2 separate regions of the Mus musculus genome follow, and region 2 is linked to region 1. The links are chromatin contacts, called in public HiChIP or PLAC-seq maps. All regions are on one chromosome and are shown on one strand. Each heading gives the region's core, a stretch centred on a gene start, on an enhancer-like site or on the middle of the called end of the contact. The rest is flanking DNA. Distances are from core to core; before and after follow the strand shown.

Region 1 (6,137 bases), core at 2,254-4,753:
AAAAGGAGAGATGCATCTTCGACCTTTCCAGAAATAGCAGTAGTTTCTCGTCAGCCCTAACAGCATACACCTGGTAAGAAAGCTTTGGAAAAATACCTAAATTCTATAAAAAGATCCACCCGGGCAGCTGAAATGACTAAAAATAAGATTAGAATAAAATAAAATTTTACATGTGTCCAAAACGATCAAATTCTTCCCACACCAACTGTTCCTTGAAGAAGATCCATTTTGTTTTCTTTCTTCAGTTTCTAGAAAGTTCTCTCCGCTGATGTCACTTCCACCAAATCGACAAAACATACAGACTTTTAAAGAAGTGTAACTGGTATTGTTTGGGAAACAACACCATTGTAAATAAATCTCTACCCACCCCAGCATGAAGCTGCCGTTTGCCTGTAGATGTTAAGGATTCATATCTGGACTAGATTGGTATTTTTGTTTGCAAGTGACCACACTATCTTCTCTCTCTCTCTCTCTCTCTCTCTCTCTCTCTCTCTCTCTCTCTCTCTCTCTCTCTCTCCCTCTCTCTCTCTCTCTCTCTCTCTCTCTCTTTCTCTCTCTCTCTCCCTCTCTCTCTCTCTCTCTTTACACCTGTAAATTTAGAATAAAGTCATCAATTTCCCACAGATCTAGGGGAAATTTGGAGATTATGGTCTTTTCTCCATACTGTCATGATTGCCATACGTAAGCTCAAACTTTTGTGCGTGAAAGCCAACCTTTTTTCTAAAAAAATTACTTTTCTGACCCAATTTGATGGCTCATCTGGAAAACACTTGTTACCAAACCGGGAGATCTAAGTTTTATCCTTGAGACCCAGATGGTAGAATAAGGAAACAGGTTCACCCAAATTGTTACCTGACTTCCACACATGCACCAGTACCCACACGCACACTCAACAGAAATGATTTTATGTTTGAGTCCGTGTCTTACTATATAGACTTGTCTTGACTAGAACTCACCATGTGGACCAGGCTGACCTCAAACTCTCAGAGATCTACTTGTCTCTGCCTCTGAGGTGTTGTGATTAAAAGCATGAGCCACTATGTCTGACAGTCACATTTTTTAAGTACTTTTCTAAGTGGAATATAAAAGACATGGCACCTTTAGCCATTGCTGATAGGTGAAAGTTGACTGGCATGTTGTCTTATTTGGCTTTTGACGCTCAAATCTTCACTTGGTAGTTTCCCTGTCTTTACTACCATTAAGCTCTGGGAGTGAAATATGTAAGATGTAAATATGTAAGATGGTCTCCATGTTTGGATACTGGATGCCCAGATGGTGGCACTGTTTTGAGAAATTGTGCAGTCTTTATGGCATGAAGTCTATCTCAACCCTAGCTCCAGTTTAAATGTCTCTGCTTCTGCCTCCTCAATGTGAACAAGCTGTCAGACAATGCTCCCACTGTGATAGTCAGAGCTGTTTGCACATACTTTATTGTATACTTCTCACTATTACAGACACACTGTGTTCCCAATATACTCATTCCAGTGTCAGAAACAGTGAGCCAAAAAGTGAGCCTTTTCCCTCTTATGCTTGTGTCAGATATTTTGATCACAGTGATCGCATAATAATTAATTTAGCTTTTCTGACAAGCTTTGTAGCTCCTGTATAAAGGTAAAATTTGTATGATGGTAAGGGCTGGGTGGCCACTCAGGATTAGTTATCAACATATATTAAGAGAGTAAACACACTGGTTTCCCCCTTTTCTACATCTAAAAAGACATAGGTTCAGCATTTTCAGTATGTTTTAGTCTCTAGGAGAAAGACACAGTTTCTGCCCTGTATATTACTTACAGCCCTGGGATATTTGGAACAGTATCCAATAATCAAACACATTAAGCTTTCTCTTGCAAGGCTAATCTATCTTTGCACAATGTGGAATAAATGAAATGTATAAATCATTTTTATGAGTTCTGGTGGGATTGGTGCCTCCACAAGAGTTTTTCCATCGAGCTTATAAAAAAAATAGTCACGAATGCAGACTTGCGCTCTGATTTGGTACCAAGCAGGGAAGAGAGCTGGTTGAATTGAGACCTTACTAAGCACCGATGTCACCTGGATCCTGTGAGTGCCGGTGGCCACTTTAGACCAATCTGTCATAGCCTTGGAAAACAAATAGCCAAGCGTGTCATATTACACATGAATTCTATGAGTAGAGATCTCTATTATAACTTACAAAGGACTTTTTCTTTAGTTTCAAATGCTGGGTAAAGTAAATCATTTGCCACATTTTGTATGTCAGTCCAGAACCCACTTTAAATATACTTTCTTATTGCCCACTACTAACTGCTAGGTACAGTGAGTACTCATAGATTTATGCCTGATAAATGGAGTTTTATTACTATTGTGAGTGGTGGTGCACACACACGCACACACACCGTGAAGCTCACATGGAGTTCAGAGGACACCTTGAAAGGGTCCGCTGTATCTTTCTACCATGTGGGTCCCAAGGTTGGGATTTGAGTCATGGGCATTGGTAGCAAGCACAATTACCCATTGACCCATCATGCCAACTTACATGAGCTATTTTTTAAGTAAGTTATTGTCTTTTGTTATGTGAAAGCATTATGCTGGTCTGTCTTGATACCTTACTCTTATTCATCTCCCTCACTTGATGTTTCTTGTCTCAAATTTTCTATAGCTTAAAACCCATCCCTCATGGGTAGGATCCCTACCTCAGCCCGAAGCTATGAGATCTTTGGTAAAGCACTTACTATATGACTTAGTTTCCTCACGTTGAAAACAGAAATAACGGTGCAAACCTCATGGCTATAAAGGTATCTAAATCTGTAAATCTCTCCAAGGGTTCTTGGCACATAGCAATGGGTTATTTTTAGAGCACAATTAGTGAAAGACTTAGCCAAGTCTAGGAACTTCATCAGTGGTTACATAAGAGGTTGATGATGAATAGTGACCACTTTCCTAACTCAGAAGGAGTGCGAAAACAACCAAGGTCTGTAAAACATGAAGACGGTGAAATATTATATTTACAGAAGAGATCCTTTTCAACCTGTTTTTCCTTGGCTCACTCTTGGTAATTGAAATGAATACTTGGTAAACCCAAATCAGGCTTTGTGGTTTTATTGTACTGCTCAAACCTGGATCTCTGTAGACACGTAAGACTTAGGATATAAACAAGGGTTGATGAAGTACACTCAGGTTCTAACCACCCCTTTCATCCCAGAAGCACTGGAAATTCTGGGTGAAGGTATCTGCCATCTTACTGCCATCACCTCCCAGCCCTGAGCTAATCCATCTCAATATTCTTTGGAGCTGTCTGTGTTCAGGACACTCTACTTCTTGGTGTTGCCAGTTTTTCTGTTTGCTTCGGTGAGCTCATGTTTCACAGTCTCCCTGAGTGGTTGGTGCCTTTCCTTCCTGTAAGCTAGGTGTTCGCTTCGTTACGATGACTACAAATGCAGTTTTTTGCTCATCTCTTTCTCTGACCTAGACAACTGTGACTCCCATTGTCTGCAGTTATCACACAGACAGCATACCTAACAGTGACACCCCTGTGTGGCTCTCAATTGCAGGATGGAAGAAGTATCTTTCCTTATCACCGAGCTTAAATCCTGACTGCATTTCCAGGACTCCCTTTAAAGGTCCGTTTCAAAGTTCACAGTCGTTGATCAATCACAGAGTTGTAATGCTATAACACTAGCTTTATATTCTCCATCTCCAACTGGCTTTGTCTAGGACTTTTGTCATCTAAAATACTACCAACTTAGAATTCTCATCTAAAGTACTACTGATAGTCTTACTAGCTTTCCAGCCTCTAGTTTTCTCAATTTGAGAGGTTTGGAAAGAAACTCAAAATACAATACGTATAGAAAGCTGGTAAAGGTGCCCTGAAAAGTTTCTTTGTACACATGGATAATAGAATGATGAACCATAAGTCATCCATGTGATGAAAAGCATCTCTCTGAGATAGTGAGATGGAAAGTCATCAGATTGACTTATAGCTCAGTGCAAATCTACACCAAACTCAGTCATTTCATTCTGCCACTTAGTTGGTAAAGTGTCTCACTATAGCCATCAAAGTTATAGCTACCTTCTTTGGCAGGAGTAGAAGGTCATTTTTATTTGAGTTCTGACTGCTTGTCCTCCTATTTTATTAAAATCCCCTGTCTTTCAGATGTCTGTCTGGGAAATAACTGCAGTAATGGTTTTGCTTGCCTCTCAGTTTGGGAGTTTGTTTGTTTGTTTTTTGTTTTGTTTTGTTTTTGTCTATCATAAACACTCCGTGCTGATTGATACAGTAATCCTCCATTTACTACAGAATTCTGAATAACTCACATCACAGAGTATATTAATTACTTGATCCTTGAAAGAATAATTAAATGCATACATGTGCATTACTACTTTTTAAAAGCTGACATGTTTAATGAAGGCAAGAAATTTTAATCAAATGGACATTCACAAAATGACAAATTGTCCTTATAGGTGACAGTGACATGCAAACAGAGGGTTGACGAACATTTCAATTAGTCTTTCTACTGGCAGCTTGAGTCCATTTAGAAAGTTTGATAGCCTATAAAGGTGATGTATACATTTTTGTTTCCTTGTTTTATATTGATATTTCCCAAGGAATAAATATGTAGATTTTCCCTATAAAAGTTGCTATAAGAATCATGATTTATAAGTTAACCTTCATGAGTTCCAATTTTGAATTAAAAGTAGGGTCAAATCATGAAGGAGTTCAGGCCATTTTGAGTAGGTTGGACTTAATTAATGCCAAAGATGAAGAAACCACAGAGTGTCATTTTAGATGTTTGAGTTTGATGAAGATGCACTACAAAGAAAGATGACCACAGCCTATGAGAATGGAAATATGGAATCCAAGGAGATAGCAACAGAATATCTGGGTCTGCAATGGGCACAGACTGTGGACGGAGGAGATGAAACACGGCACAGTGTAAGTGTTAGGATCATTGTGATGAGCTGAAGAGAGAGTAGGATCAATGCCTAACCCTAAACTTAGACTTCCTGGCTAGAATTTAAGTACCTTCACTTTAGACATAGTAGACAACTCATCTTAAATCTCATGGTTTTCTACAGAACAAGGTGATCATAGATGTTTGCAGGGACTAAACATGCTAATAATTGTAAAATACTGGAACATGCCTAATACATAAAATGTATGGAGAGAGAAAGTCAGATCCTTCTTCAGTGAATAGTGCAAGATCAGAAGAGATCTGAGGGTTCGATGTATGAGAACTCTATTAAAGTAGGAATACATTCTAAGAGAACAACAACCAAATTTTGGTAATTTTGAGTTCGGAGCTTTCTGTGATACGTACATAGCTATCATACGAGGAGTAAATAGGATCGATCTAAAAGCAAAGAGAGTCCCAGAAAGTGGTCTCCACTTACACAATCATTGAATTCTCAAAAAGGCCTGAGATCACACAGAAAAATATATAAAAAAGGAAAAGAGAAGAGAAGTGGAGATTTCAAAACAAGCCAATGCTTGCTTTTTTATTTTTAGGATCACAGACACATTTGCAATTCGAGGATCTTGCTGAAGAATTAATGATTTTGTCACTGTACAATGGCTTTCTTTATCTCTTCATACAGTTCTTTACTTAAACTCTTTTTTTTTTTTTTATCAGATACAAGTTTGGCTACCTCCATTCTGCTTTTGTTTCCATTTGTATGGAAATGTATGTACATTCTCTCTTTCAATCGAATGGGCATCCTTAGAAGTGAGGTGGGTGTCTTGCAAGCAGCATGTGGTCAGGACCTGTGGGTTTTTATCTATTCAGCTATTCTGTATCTCTCAATTGGACAATGGATCCCATTTACTTTTGAGGTAATTATTGGTAGGTAGGACTGACCTCTGCCTTGGTTTGTTGCTGAGGTTAGCATTCCTTCTTCTTTTCTTCTGGATTAGATGGATTTTCGTTTGTTTGCTTGTTTGTTTGTTCCATGGTGATGTTTTGACTATTTCATGCTTTATATTTTCACTCTAGGTTCTTGCTTCGCATTCGTCATGCCTCGCCATGAGGCTTTCTTAAATCATCTTATAGTTACAAACTTTTTCTTTTTTTTCCACATTATTAACAGTTTTTAACATTATTAACAGTTTAACCTCAATCTCATAAAAATGAAACTTTTTTGTTAGTTTTTAATTTTTTTTA
Region 2 (6,137 bases), core at 1,243-3,742, 94 kb after region 1:
TAACCTTGAACTTGAATCATTTCCCCTGCAGTTCCTCTTTGGCATATAAAACAATATGTCCTGGGGTTCAAAGGTGAATAAGTTGTGAGTAATATTTCTCATGTTTCTCTATAAGATAGCTGTACTTGGTTATATTGAGAGCATTGCAGAAATATCATATCTAAAAACACCTAAGTCTGGTGATGTAAGATTAAAATGTGTGGGGTTTTTGTATTCAGGAGAACCTCAGCTTTGGAGCTCTGCTTCCTCTTCCTTCAATTCGGGGGGTGGGGGGGGTGACTCGGGGAGGGGGAAGACTCACAGAGCATTGCTACAGGTGACAGTGTCTCCAGCTGGTATTTATCTATTTATTTGTTTACTTACTTATTTAGTGTATGAGTATTTTTTTCTGCATGTATGCCCAGGCACCATGGGCATACATTGTCTATGGAGGACCAAAGACGGTGTCAAAGGACCTGAAACTTGAGTAACAGACAATTGTGAGCCACCATGTGGGTGCTGGGAATTGAACCTGGGTTCTCTGGAAAAACAGCCAGTGCTCTTAACCACTGAGCCATCTCAACAGCTCCTTGGTCTTTCTAATATAAAAGAAAGTCAAAGAAAGACAAAGAAAGACCAAGTGCTCAAAGAAAGTCAAACTTCAATCATCATTATTCCGGGGGCCTATTTGCTGCCATTACTTGCCACAGACTATCACGACTTTCCTGGGGTTCCTCTGTGCTCACTACCTACAAAACTCAGGCTTGCTCATCATGATGGTGTGTCCAGGATCCAAGTTCTGGAAGATAGAGATGTTATTTCTCCAGGAAAAAGGTTATCTCTTGATGCTTCTCCCCTTCATCTGGCCACTGACTTGGGGGAGATGCATTTACATGTGTGTGATCTGACATACATGCTCTTACAGCTCATGCAATCCATGGTTTCCAGTTTCCATGTGGATTTTTCAAGGTCATAATTGAGGTCAGTCTGTAGACTTCAGGAGAAGCAATGCCATGAAGGATAAGCCAGGAGGAGAATTTCGAAGGCTCATCACATCATGACTTGCAAAGCCAATGCCAGCTGAGGTCAGGCAGGTGACTTTCATGACGGGACCAAGTAGAGCAAGCCATGCCAGCTCTCTAGACCACTAATGGGATTAGACTCTCACAGGCAGCCAGACGTCTGTCTGAATGTGAAAATGCCCAGTCTACATTTCCCTTTTCAATGTTATTGTTGTTCTGTTTCTGTTTTTTTTTTAGTTCAAATTTACAGAAAAGCTTAAACAATAATTCCTGAAATCCTTCATTCTCATCATTTAAATTCATTCAGATTTTTAACATTTTGACGCATCACACGTGTTTATATAAATACTTCATAAACCACCTGAGTACATAAACTATGTAAAATGGAATAACTAGTTCTTAAATTTTTCAGTATGCATCTCTTACAAAATGATTATCAAGCCTACAAACCATAACAGTTGTATATTATTGATGGCTCATCTTGAAATTTCTTCATCTTGGTCCAAATTATTTTGGAATCCTTGTTTTTATTCCAAATCAAAGGTCTAATAAAGATTAAAACCTTGCTTTGGTTATGTGCTGTTGGCATAAATGTCCCCTGATGCTTTAAATACACACTTGAAATTTTTATACATGTATACAATGTATCTTGATCATATTCACCCTTTTTCTGCACCCAGGACTTTTCAGCACATCTCCTTCTCATTTCCAGGTGCTCATTTTCTAGTTATTAATTAATTGATTAATTAACTGAGCCCACAGAGTGCAATTAGTACTGCCAGTGTGCACATGAGTGTTAGGTCACCCACTGGAGCATGGGGGACCTGCTGTGGCCATACTCCTCAAAGCAAGATGATGCTCCTCCCTCAGCAGCCATCAACTACCAATAACTTGTCAACTGGGACAGGACAAGATTTAATGAATCAGGACATAACGATATTACCACGTGATAATATCGTTAGGAGGCGAGTGTGAGAGAATAATGTGACCTGAGCTTACATACAGATGTGCAGGAGTCCAGGTGAAGTTACGGGGAAGGCAGGAATTGAGAGAAGTGGGTGCTGTGTGCGACTATAGATGTCTTCCAAGTTAATAAAACAGTGTCACTTGCCACTGAGGGTTTGGAATATGGAATATTAAAGCACTTACCTAGAGTAAGTCTATAGGTTCAATACCCAGAACTCAAGAAAGTTTTAAAAAAATGTCTTTTTTTTTTTTTTTTTTAACCCTAAGGGTTGGAAACCCAATGAAATGCTTTAAGCAAATGTGATTCGTTTATCACAGAGAGATCGTGACAGGCCTACGGGGAAAGGATCCTATTTGAAGAAAAGCAGTACTGTAAGAGGCTGTGTTAGTGCCAGACAGGAAGACTAGAGGCAGTGCTCGGTGGGGGAGGGGAGGGCGAAATTCCAAAGATACTTGGGAGGCTGAGAGACAGGGACACGCTGACAGGAGGTAAGACTGTGAGTCAGAAAAAGGAGTCTAAAACAGATTGCCAACTCATGTGTCTCATGTCCGGTCGGCCGGACAGCCAGAGAACATTGACCGGTGTGTGTTCACTGGATCGGAAAGACAGGGACCAGGGAGCGTGAGGATAAGAGGTTAACAAGAAACACAGTGAGCAGTCAGGGGTAGGGTGCAAGCCAGATGGGGCCTCTCCAGGCACTCCAGCCCTATAGGGAACTTGCTATCCAAATCAAAGGGGTGGAGCCAGAAGGAAGGGGAGGAAACATTGCGGTTTTGCTGAAAGTCTTCCCTGTGTTCTCAGCTGACCTTGAGGCTTTCCTTTCCCCACTTTAAAAAAAAAAAAATCTGGTCAAGACATTCATCAAGAATGAAGAAACTGTGACTATTCTCGAATCTTCTATTTTAAACATTTAATCTTTTTTTTAATTTTCCTTATATTTTTCTATCAAATACTGATGTCATCAAATTGTACTTTTTGTGCAAAGAAAAACTCTAGATAAACCAAGTTAAACCATTCGTGTGGGAGGTCATAATTAGATATCAAATCCTTCCGTGTCTCCCCCCCCCCATTCCTATTCAAATTCATAGCCTCTTTTATTTTCACTGTTGCTACTTAGATATATTTCTAAATTCATAAATACAACCCGCTCGATCTGTATAATGGTACTCATATGTACATTCTTCTGCGCTGACATTTGTTATTGCCAGCCAGTCCGTGTGCATTTCCCTGGGAAAGAGTATCTCTCCTGGATTCAGCATTCCTTAGTCGCCTTTATGTCTTAATGTAGGGTTGAGACCTCATCACTATTTTTTTTTTTTTTTTTTTTTGTCCATGTTGATTCTGTTGTTGTTGTTAATATTTGGATATCTATGTACCTCAACTGTGTGCAGTACCCATGGAGAACAGAAGAGGGCACCACAATCCACGGGAACTGGGGGTCCAGCAGATGCTGAGCCACTGTTTGGGTACCCAGGTCCTCGGGATAAACAACCAGTGTCCTTAAGCAGTAAGCACTGTCTCCAGCCCTGGCCCTGTAGGTTTTTTAAAGTCTTATTCTCCAATGTAACTATGTCTCTAGGATCTTTAGAAGCTCAGAGATGGAAACTAACTCCGCCAGAGAGTTTTTTAAAAGAAAAGAGAAATGAGACGAATAATGTCGAGGTTTTTTTAAAAAGGACAAAATACAGAAGAGAAAAGCCACTGCCGTTTGGGGGGGGGTTCTTTGTTTGTTTGTTTGTTTTTGTTTTTTGGGTTTTTTTGTTGGTGGTGAGTTTTTTGTTTGTTTGGGGGTTTTGTTTGGGGGTTTTGTTTTGTTTGTTTGTTGTTTGTTGTTTTTGTTTTTGTTTGGTTTTTCGAGACAGGGTTTCTCTGTGTAGCCTTGGCTGTCCTGGAACTCACTTTGTAGACCAGGCTGGCCTCGAACACAGAAATCCACCTGCCTCTGCCTCCCAAGTGCTGGGATTAAAGGCATGTGCCACCATGCCCGGCTTGTTTTTGTTTTTGTTTTTGTTTTTCACACATTACATAGGAGCCAGTCCTGCACGGTATGGCTTGTGATGTTTCTCTCTGCGTGCAGAAGTCTTGAGGTAAGGAAGAAGAAGTGGCCACAAAAGCCAAAGGGAATCAGCAGACTTCACATTGTCTCCCCATTCCTACAGAACCCACTCCCCTCTCCATCCCCCGTGGGTCTGGGCACCATGCAGCCTAACGCCGCAGACTGTAAGCTCAGTGGAGGGAGGGATGTCTTTTTTGGATGAGCTGTGGTCGGGACATATTCGGTTCACAAAGCTCTTGACCATCACGAAGGCATCTCGAACTTTCCCTGAGACATCCATTCATTTGAACTTCACCTACTCCACGTCAGTTTTGGTGGTGGAAGGGCGTGACCCTGCTGCCAAATTCACTCCTTTGCTGAACAGCCAGAAGGGAGCCCCAGAGCTATCAAACTGCACTTAGATCCCTGTCACGAAGGAAGCTGTTAGGACTGTGTTGAAGGCAGACTCTTGGCCAAATGAGTTTCATTCCCAAACAGGCTTTAAAGGCCAGAAGAACTAACATAGCCACCAACACCAGATCACCATATTTGAAACAGGACTGCCTTGGGCGTCGGTTTCAGGTTGGTCACTATTTTTTTTAAAGACCCAGAATATTAAATATTATTTTTCAATTGAGTTGGAGTGTTTTAATTGCTAAAATGAAGCAACAATAATAGTAAGTTCTCCATCTAATGTGGAAACAGAGAAGCAAGCATGTGGACAACAACGGATGTGAGCAGTTATCATTTTCCTGGTCCAGTGGAACGGGGTCTGATTTCTCAACCTGAGCGAGGGTGGGCTGAGTTAGAGGAATTTGCAGAGGTAGTGAAGGAGGGCTCTGATACCCCACACACTCATTTGATCCTCCCAGGCCCTGCCCCGCTCTACACTGACTCGTCTTTCCTTGTGTTGTGCCCTAGAGCAGCGCAGGATGGGGGATAGCAGCTTGGGCTTGGCATCCGTACCCACAAAGTTAGAGACGTGATTTTATTTCTATTTAACTGTTCAGGTTTTCCTGTGATTTACCAAAGCTTTTACTGGGAAGTAAGCACGAGAATAATGAAAACATTATCTATCAGTTTCTTCTTAAAATTATGTTGTGTGTGTGTGTGTGTGTGTGTGTGTGTGTGTGTGTGTGTGTGTGAAAGAGAGAGAGAGACAGAGAGACAGAGAGACAGAGAGATCACTTGAGCACATTCACAGTACCTTTTATCTTATTTGCAACATGGTCTCTTCTCCATCCAGCACTCTATACACCACTCACTCACTATACAGCAGGACTACAAGCTTCCTAACTTGCAACATGGTTGCTGCCACAGGGCTTTATCTGAGTTCCTATGATTCAAAGTTAATTCCTCATGCTTGCATGATAAGCACTTTCCCCAGTGAGGCCTTTCCGCCAGCCTAGCAGGTTTCTTTTAGGACATAATGAAAGCAATTCTTTCCAACTCTTCCGTTAACACTATCTCCAGAAGGATTCAAGGTGACAAAAGAAAAAAGAAAAAAAATGCACTCTTTATGATGTGTCTTCTTGCCTCTAGATCAGTGGTTCTCAACCGGTGAGTCGCAACCCCACATATCAGATAGCCTTCGTATCAGTTAATTATATCATGATTCATAACAGTAACAAGATTACAGCTATGAAATTGCAATGAAAATAATTTTATGATCAGGAGTTACCATACTATGAGGACCTGTACTCAAGGGTTGCAGCATTAGGAGAGCTGAAAAACCACTGCTGCAGTTGGAGGAACAAATGTCAAGGCAATATGTTATCCTGAAAGTATAGGGAAGGCGCTCTGCCTTTGCCATATCTACTACACAAACAAAAAACCCAACATTCTCAGACTGCTCTATCCTAGAAGATGTCAAAACACCCACCAAAAGGATGTGGGGGTAAAGACCCTCACAGGAACCCTATGGAAGGATGGGCTTCAGCCCCAAGCCTCTACTTTCAGTTTCCTTAGGGAGGAAAAAGAGGCATCCTGATTGACAGCTGGTGAGGGATGCAGAGGGAGGAGCTGAGGTTCATAGTAACTTCTTTTGTTTGTCCATTTCACAGCCCTTATCAAAATATAGGAATCTCTTGTTCTGAGAGCTGTCTGAAGTAGGTCACTGGCAGGAGAGCGCGAG

What was found. HiChIP or PLAC-seq counts read pairs in DNA pulled down with a chosen protein or histone mark.
Region 2: an H3K27ac HiChIP or PLAC-seq map of extraembryonic endoderm stem cells shows a contact between it and region 1. The contact joins two enhancer-like sites. A contact is called at or near these places in 1 of 15 datasets of contacts at CTCF or cohesin (CD8 T cells), 11 of 484 Hi-C or Micro-C datasets (3T3-L1-derived adipocytes, CD4 single positive thymocytes, CD8 T cells and 7 more), 6 of 115 datasets of contacts at active chromatin or transcription factors (bone marrow-derived dendritic cells, bone marrow-derived macrophages, embryonic stem cells and 3 more) and 3 of 9 other capture datasets (adipose tissue, liver and pancreatic islet).

What each region holds. Positions count from the first base shown.
Region 1 is chr15:6,467,763-6,473,899 of GRCm38.p6, forward strand. All of the region lies in intron 5 of C9 (complement component 9), which reads left to right. Among named protein-coding and RNA genes, the nearest start is that of C9, 25 kb to the left of the region's middle. Within about 2 kb of position 3,504, at least 4 of the 459 cell types and tissues checked have an H3K27ac peak or open chromatin away from gene starts, as enhancers often do. A contact at or near this core is called in extraembryonic endoderm stem cells, where this site is marked.
Region 2 is chr15:6,562,674-6,568,810 of GRCm38.p6, forward strand. It overlaps a transcript of Fyb not described here. Among named protein-coding and RNA genes, the nearest start is that of Fyb, 14 kb to the right of the region's middle. Within about 2 kb of position 2,493, at least 158 of the 459 cell types and tissues checked have an H3K27ac peak or open chromatin away from gene starts, as enhancers often do. A contact at or near this core is called in extraembryonic endoderm stem cells, where this site is marked.